Linked DNA regions of Gossypium hirsutum: region 2 is linked to region 1. Evidence: chromatin contacts called from public Hi-C data. All regions are on one chromosome and are shown on one strand. Each heading gives the region's core, a stretch centred on a gene start, on an enhancer-like site or on the middle of the called end of the contact. The rest is flanking DNA. Distances are from core to core; before and after follow the strand shown.

Region 1 (3,842 bases), core at 920-3,419:
ATGTTTATAAGTGGGTTGGAGTGAGTCTGTTGAATTGAAGTAGAGATTTCAGGGGGGAAACTTCAGTTTCCCATTACAATTAAGAATTAACCAATATTTTTAAATATATTTTTAAAAATATTTTATTGATTTTTAATATATTTTTAGATTATGACATCATAATGATGTCATTAATGTCATGTGTCACAATACTATTCTACCACTTGTCTTGAACTGAACAACGTTACAAAAAAAATATCGATTTTTAACGAGAAAGAATTTTGTGTATCAATCTGAGACAAAAAAAAATTAAATACCAATATGGGAGAAGTGGACAATGGACAAATTTAGGTACCAATTTTATATTTAAGCCCAAATAAAAAATTTCAAAAAAGTAAAATAAAACAAAATAATCTTGTGGTAATTCACGAAAATAAAATTAAGACAATAAAAAGAAATTCAAAAGTGATTTGGTATGAAAATTTGAACTTGTGTGAAATTTTGGACCATTAAAAACTTAGGAGTGTGAAAAAATAAGTCAAATTTTATCTTAGTGTTCGATAAATCATAGAAAATTTTCATTTCCAATGAAATGAAAATTTTCAACATTTAATATTTTAAATGTGTTTGATAATCATTTTAATTTTTTACTTAATATAAAATTTTCAACAAAAACTGTGTTGAATAAGATAAGTAAGTAGGTAGCTACTTATCACTTAATGTAGAAAATATTGAGTTGATTAAAATGATAAGATTAAAATTAAAAATAAATAAATATTTTTGAACAATAAAAGTATAAATAATTTTTTAAAATTAATATTTACTTTTATCAAACAATATAATTATATTCAATACTTATATGTACTAATTTATCAAACAATTTTTTAATATAAATTCAGTACCTATAAAATATAACAATAAAAACTCAGTACTTACATTTTCAGCATTTGTGAAACACACTCTTACTGAAAAAAAGTTAATCTAATTTCTTGTTCATATCTCTTTATTATTGTCAAGCATAGCATACGCTTATAGAGTTAGTTTAATTTATAGCTCATTTCTCTTTATTCCTGAAAAGTAAAGCTAAAATGCTAAAACTCACAGATTTGGGATACTTACTATTTGTGATCAGACGATCGAATATATATAAAAAAACACATTGGTTTTCAATAATTTTAAGATTCCCAAGGATTAGTTTTGTCATTGTTTTATGTTACTTTTGCGAATTACTCGTCACCTACACGTTATAAAAGCTTATTAAAATGATGTTATCTTACATTAACTAAATCCCTGAATCTGTTTAATTATTGTTTATAGAGGAAATCCATGGTCCATGTAATATTACTAATAAAGAATTGATCAAAATCGTACTCTTGGAAGACCAAATCAAGGCAGCTCATTGAAGTGGACCTGTAAGGACCCTAATTAGACAAAAGTTGCACCGCCTGTTTTTATGTTTCTTTCACTATCCAACGCTACATTTGACCAAGGTGCTTCCAAGAACAAGTAATTTGAGAAATATTGTTTTTTTAAGCAAGATTGAGTTCAAATCGTAGTGTGAGCAGTATATGCCTCAATAACTGCACTCTAATCGGATTTCCAATAACACTAAACAGTCAAAGATCTTCACCATTTGAACTTACATAGAAATTTGATCTCTTTAAATATGGTGAATGAATGACACTAGAACTCTTGAAATAATATTCTTGTTTCGCAACATTCATCATACTCCAATCAACAATGTTATTGCACAACATTTAATTACAATTGGTGATGCAATTGGCAGTAAAATCACAATTCAATGAATTCTTTTAACATTTTAGATATTTTAATCTAAATTATTATCCATTTGTATTATAAAGATAGTTAAAACTTCTCTTTTCCCGAACCTTAAAATTTATATTTAAGCAAGTAGAGAATTTTTTTAGCTTGAAATTGCAAAGATGAGGAATGATTAAATATATCAGAGAATATATCAGCCACAATGGTAGACCAAACTTTTATGTTTATACCTGTAAACAATTTTAAAGGACCCTTATTTACAAGTTGTGACTTTTAATGGGGTGGGGTTTGAATTTAATTGAAGATTTGATTTTGTTACTATTGTACCAATAATATTTAGTTGAGAGGATAAACACAAATTTATGTGTTCAACAATCTCTAAAGAAGGTATGAAAGGTCAAAGTCTCCATACTATATGGTGCCATCATTCAGAAAATAAAGCTACTTTTTAACTTTATGCATATATGAACACTACATCAACATCATTGATTTGACGATCAAATAAATTTTATCCTAATTAAGTGGATAGACTTAAGTGATTCCGCTATATCTTTGTTATTTCCCTTTTGTGTTTTATATGGCTTAGAGCCTTTGAGAAAAAAGAGTAAACAAGTATTTTCATCTTTCCTTTTCATAAATTTTTGGCTTATAAACTATACAATTTTTTTAAAATTAGTAATTAAACCATATTCGGTTATCCAAAATAGTATCTAAACTCTTCCCTTTTTTCTTAAGTTAGTATTTAAATTCTTTCTTTGTTACTTAAATTATTCTCTGTTTTTCAAATTATCGCCGTCGCTAAAAAATTATTAGCCAATCACTTTTTCCCAATTTTAAAAAATTATGCGTTTATTCTCAATTCTTTTAATGTAATCTTTTTCAAACTATGCTCACATTAAAAAGGGAAAATATTCTCTATTTTTAAAAGTTCTTAGTCGCTACAAATTCAAATTGAATTGAATTACAACTTCTTCTTTTTTCATTCTTTCCCTCCTCACGATACCATTAAAAAAATTACATTAAAAAAGAAAAAAAGAATCGTACGGAGAAAAAAAGTGAAAAAAATTAAAAAGTTCTAATCAATTCAATTTGAATTTTTAAAAATTAATTTAATTTAATTCTATTTAAAAGTGCCATGTGTCACAAAATGATTGGCTAAGAGATTTTTTTAACAACGGGGGTAATTTAGATAATATAGTTTGGTTTAGGTATGACTTTGAGTAACGGAGTATCGTTTAGGTAAATATTGTAAGCAAAAACAAGTTTAGATATCAAGTTGAGAAAAAAATGTATAGTTTAGGTAACACTTTGGGTAATGGAGTATAGCTTAGGTACCACTTGTAACAAAAAAAAGTTTAGCTACCAACTCTGAAAAAGTGTAGAACACCCCAAAACCCAGCCTAGAAGTTTAGACTGAATCCCAAAGGTTACATTGGCCACCCAAAGTGGCGGAAACAAAAGCACTTATTTAAGCTTAGAAAATTCCTTCTGGAACCACTATTCTCCCTAGTTATAGCAAGTTAGATGAAACTTAGTTAAGTTTTGAAAAAATGTTTAATTGGCATTAAACGCAAGTCGAAAATAAACCAAAATGGTATTCCTTGAACAGTTCCGAAAGCATCAAATTTTGTCAATCAAAAACCAGAATTCGAAATCAGTGATATAACGGAACACATAAGTTGTTTAAAATTGAAACACATAACTGATCGAAAATCCAAACTCAACCCATACCACAGTTTTTATAATCTTCATTTCAAACCATTTTAAAATAATAAACTGAATTTTAAGAAGCATCATTTAAACCAAACCTAACACTTATCAGTCCGAGACCTCCAGCTGCCGAATCCAGCACCTAACCACGCAAATTACCTATAAGGAAGAAACTAAAAGGGAATGAGCTACAAGAGCTCAGTGTGAATCCAAAACCAATCGAAGGATAAAGGATGAAGAAGCTAAACAGAAATTAAACACATAATTGCACTAAATTAGCATACAAAAAATTGTACACAGAACGAGATCCCAGTCACATACGTTAATTTAATACCTCAGTTCTCGTGTAATTTAACATTCGTAAACATTTT
Region 2 (3,842 bases), core at 453-2,952, 70 kb after region 1:
AAAAAAATAACAAGCGAATTAAATAAAACGTAACAAGTTTTTAAATAACAAGAAAAGTAACATGAAATAAGGGAAATTATATATTAAAATAAGTTTAAAATAATATATATATACATGAAAGTTTGAAATAAACCAAAAATATAGTTGAAAACAAATAATTTGAAATCAATAGTATACATACATATGAATAACAAAAATAATTTAATATAAGTTGTATACATAAAAAATATTTAAAGATGAAATATATAAAAATGGCTTTGAAATGTATATTATAAAATAAAAGTTATTAAAAATATGTTATATTGGATTAATAAAAAATGATTCATCACAAAGTTAAAATAATAATATATAATAATAATAAAATAAAAGAATTTAGGAATAATAGTGCATAATAAAGTAATATATATATGTAAAAACAATAAGTAACCGAAAATGTAACCAAATATAACAATAATGTCAATAAAAATAACAAATAATAATAAATTAATATTAAACTAATTAATAAAACAATGGGCTGATTTGGAATTAAAACAGAAATTTAGGGGTAAATCTGAAATAAATAAAAGGAAGAGGAGGCCGAATCGGGCGCGCGAGGAATAAGGAGGGAGTAAAGCGGAAAATATCCTTACCCTCTAAAACGCTGCGTTGCGGCATGGACTGAAACGGAGTCAGCAACAAATTATGCAGCCCAATTTAAGGAAGCCGCACAAACTAGATTGAAACCAAACACAAACAAGGAGGACTTGGAGCGCAAATAACCCTCCCTTACCAAAACGCTCGGGTCAAGCCGCAATCAGATCGGGTCATCGGGTCATGGCTCAATGCAACACCGTTTTAGAGCCATTGAAACGGGCACTAAACGGTGTCGTTTCACCCCCATATAAAAGTCCCCACAAACCCTAAAAAATTAAACCCTAAGCCATTCTAAAACAAACAGAAAAAGACCTCCTTTTCTCTCTGCCGCTGCACAACCCGAACCCCATCCAACTCCACTTCGGACGGAGTCGACAGGGCTCCGACGGCGCAACTTCGCGAAGGTAAAAACCTCATTTTCCTTCTCTTTATTTTCTCTGCTATTTATTATTATTAATAATAATATATATGAAACGACGATATACCAGAAAAGAAAAAAAACTCGAAATAAATCACCTTTAGAAACTGTTTTTCTGTTGCTTTTCAGAAATTTTTGATAAAATATTCGTGTTTTTGATTTCTTTGAATGCTTTCTTTTTACATTCAATCTCTCTGCTTTCTTACATTCATCCCCCCTTTTTCTTTTGCAATCGATCTATATATCGAAAAAAAAACAGAATAATAAAAAAAGAAAGAAAAACATATGTCATTTGCTATTTTCTTTTCTTCTTTTTTGTTTCTTTGTGTGCTGCGTTGTTCGTTGTTCGTTTGTTGCAGGTGTACGGAGGCCAGCTGGAGTGTACGGAGGCGCGTGAAGGCATGGAGAGCGATGCTGGTATGGCGCGGAAGAGAGCCCGTGTTCGATTGCGGCACGATAACTGCTGAGGGCTAGGGTTTCGGTTCTATTTTTTAATGTAATGGGCTTAGGGTTAGATAATTGGGCCTCTGTAACTTGGGTCTGGTAAATTTTTTGTAATTTGGACTGTTTATTGGACTATTGGACTTTTAATTTTGATTTTGTTTTATTTAGTTTTTTATATATTTATTTATTTTATTTTTTGTGATGCATATGGCCGGGCATAAATTAGGTATTGGATAAAGAAACCAAACAAAACTTAGGAACATCTGTCAGAGTAAAGAGGTTGATTTAGCATTTGTTTTCTTTTTTTAGTTTAACTTGTTTTTTACACCAAAAAAGAAAAAAAAAACCTTTTAAGTGATAATTCTAGGCGATGAGATGAGAAAGCAGGCTACCTGGACGGTGGCGTTTCATATCCGACCTTTCTACCACATTGAGATAACAGTACCCGAACCCTCTAATCTCCCATTGGCGTTTTCACCCTTCTTCCTCCTTTATTCCCCCTGCTAGGGTTTCTACTACCGTTACCTCGATGGTGACCAAAGATCATGTCACCATGAACGGGAACGGTAACAGTAACTGGTTCAGTAAGATGGAAGAAGAGTTTTTCAAGAGGCACCACAAATGTGACGTTACAAGAAATCAGTACAACTCGTCGCTTGTTAAACTCATTAAAGCTATTGCTCATCTCGTAAGGTTTTTGCCCTTTATTAGAGTGCATTTACGAGGAGGTTGAAATTAAAGTGGGGATTGATTCGAATTGTAAAGCTTCGTCTGAAATTTTAACTGGTGTCAAGTTATCTGTGAATCCATTGGGGTTATCGACATTTTATGTTAGGGTTGTAGCATGTGATTTTAAGAGATTCAATGTATAACATTGACAACTTTTGATGGAGGATTAATTAGTAGAAATTAGTCTGTAAAATTGTTGTTTTCTTGTGTACTTGCTTAGTGTGTGCATTGTTTAAAAAGAAATAGAAAAGAGGATTTTCTTTCAACTTGCATTTCATTCAAGTGTAGAAGCTTAGCTAGGGGTTCTTGTATCTAATCTTCAAATCCGGAGAACTTCTAATTGAATGCGTTTAATTTTATATCACATTCCCAATGTAAACGTTGTGTGGTTACAAGTAGAGTTACTTTCAGATTAAATGTTTCAGGTTTTAGATTGGGCTGCCTTGGTTATGTTTTCTTCCTTAATGAACAGCTATTGGTTTTTGATCAATCAGGTTTGGCCTGTATTGAGGAGATTCGATCAACTGCAGAAGAACAAACCATCTGTCAGCAGGTGTGTTGTCTGCCGGCCACAACTAGCTCTGAAAGGTTAGAGTATCTAGATGATGACGAGCATATTTTGAGCATGATAATTGTTGGAGGGGATCTTAGGTTGAAGCATAAAGGTATGAATTTTGTACTTGGTTGAAATAGTTATATACAACACATGTAACTTCAAGTGCATGTCTGATGAATTCTGGTATAGATTTTCAACATATAGTTTTGACTGTAGTATAGTTATTCATCTCAAATTAATTATTATTTTTGGTCTCTGTTGGATTATGTAATGCATGAATTACCTAAAAATATAATAAGGTTTTGGATATGGTCACTAACGTGGAGGACTGAATTTGCCAACCTTTTCCTTTTACTAGTCATTGGGATAAGGATGTGTGGATTGAGTATGAATTGTCAAAATCATTGTTTAAATGGTTAAATCTATTCAGCTTTACAATTTTTGTTGTTGTTCATGTTTGAGTTTGTGCATAGCTTTACAAAACTGGAAATTCAAGTTGTGAAACTAGAATGAGATCCACATCTATTATATTCTGTTAGTGGCATGAATTTGCTTTCTGATTGCACTCTGTCAAGAGAATTTCTATGCCTTATGTGCCTTTTCCTCTCTCCCAATTGTTTATTCTTCTTGTGCTACTTGCACATTTGTTGCACCTGCCAATGATTTACTAGTTTGTTTGCATGTAATGGATCTGAAATAACAGAATACTTTTTCGTGAGCAAGCAACTTGAAGATGTGTTGGTTTTCAGTTCTGTATCCTGTATCCTGTCTCCTTTTCTTTTAACATTTGAATTGATCTAAATGCTTTGACCTCCTTCATTAGGTTGAATTTTGATTTTTGGACGTGTTGGGTTTTTTTTTTTTTTTTATGTGCTATTTGGCTGTAAATATGTGTGCTAGTCGAAATTTGAGGTTAATATCTTGAAAAGTTGAAGAAAAGCCTTTTGGTGCGATGGATATAAATGAAATATGGACGCATGAGGTGAAGCAAGTTATTTATAATAAAGGTGGAAGAGGGAGGGATGAAAGAAATATTTGTATTGTTACAAAAATCCAGTGGTG

Evidence for each region. Hi-C and Micro-C count contacts between places; a contact is called where the count stands out from the background.
Region 2: a contact with region 1 is called in a Hi-C map of leaf, with 2.8 times the contacts expected there. The contact joins the promoter of LOC107909922 here to the enhancer-like site in region 1. A contact is called at or near these places in 11 of 34 Hi-C or Micro-C datasets (anther, fibers, hypocotyl and 2 more).

What each region holds. Positions count from the first base shown.
Region 1 is chrD08:42,696,997-42,700,838 of Gossypium_hirsutum_v2.1, forward strand. No RefSeq gene overlaps it. Among protein-coding and RNA genes, the nearest start is that of LOC107909903, 28 kb to the right of the region's middle. Within about 2 kb of position 2,170, at least 3 of the 9 cell types and tissues checked have an H3K27ac peak or open chromatin away from gene starts, as enhancers often do. A contact at or near this core is called in hypocotyl and leaf, where this site is marked.
Region 2 is chrD08:42,767,381-42,771,222 of Gossypium_hirsutum_v2.1, forward strand. LOC107909922 (abscisic acid receptor PYL8) reads left to right here and starts at 1,703. Exons shown (of 2, transcript XM_016837634.2): 1 at 1,703-2,183; 2 at 2,719-3,215. The coding sequence starts at 2,025. The coding sequence ends at 2,817.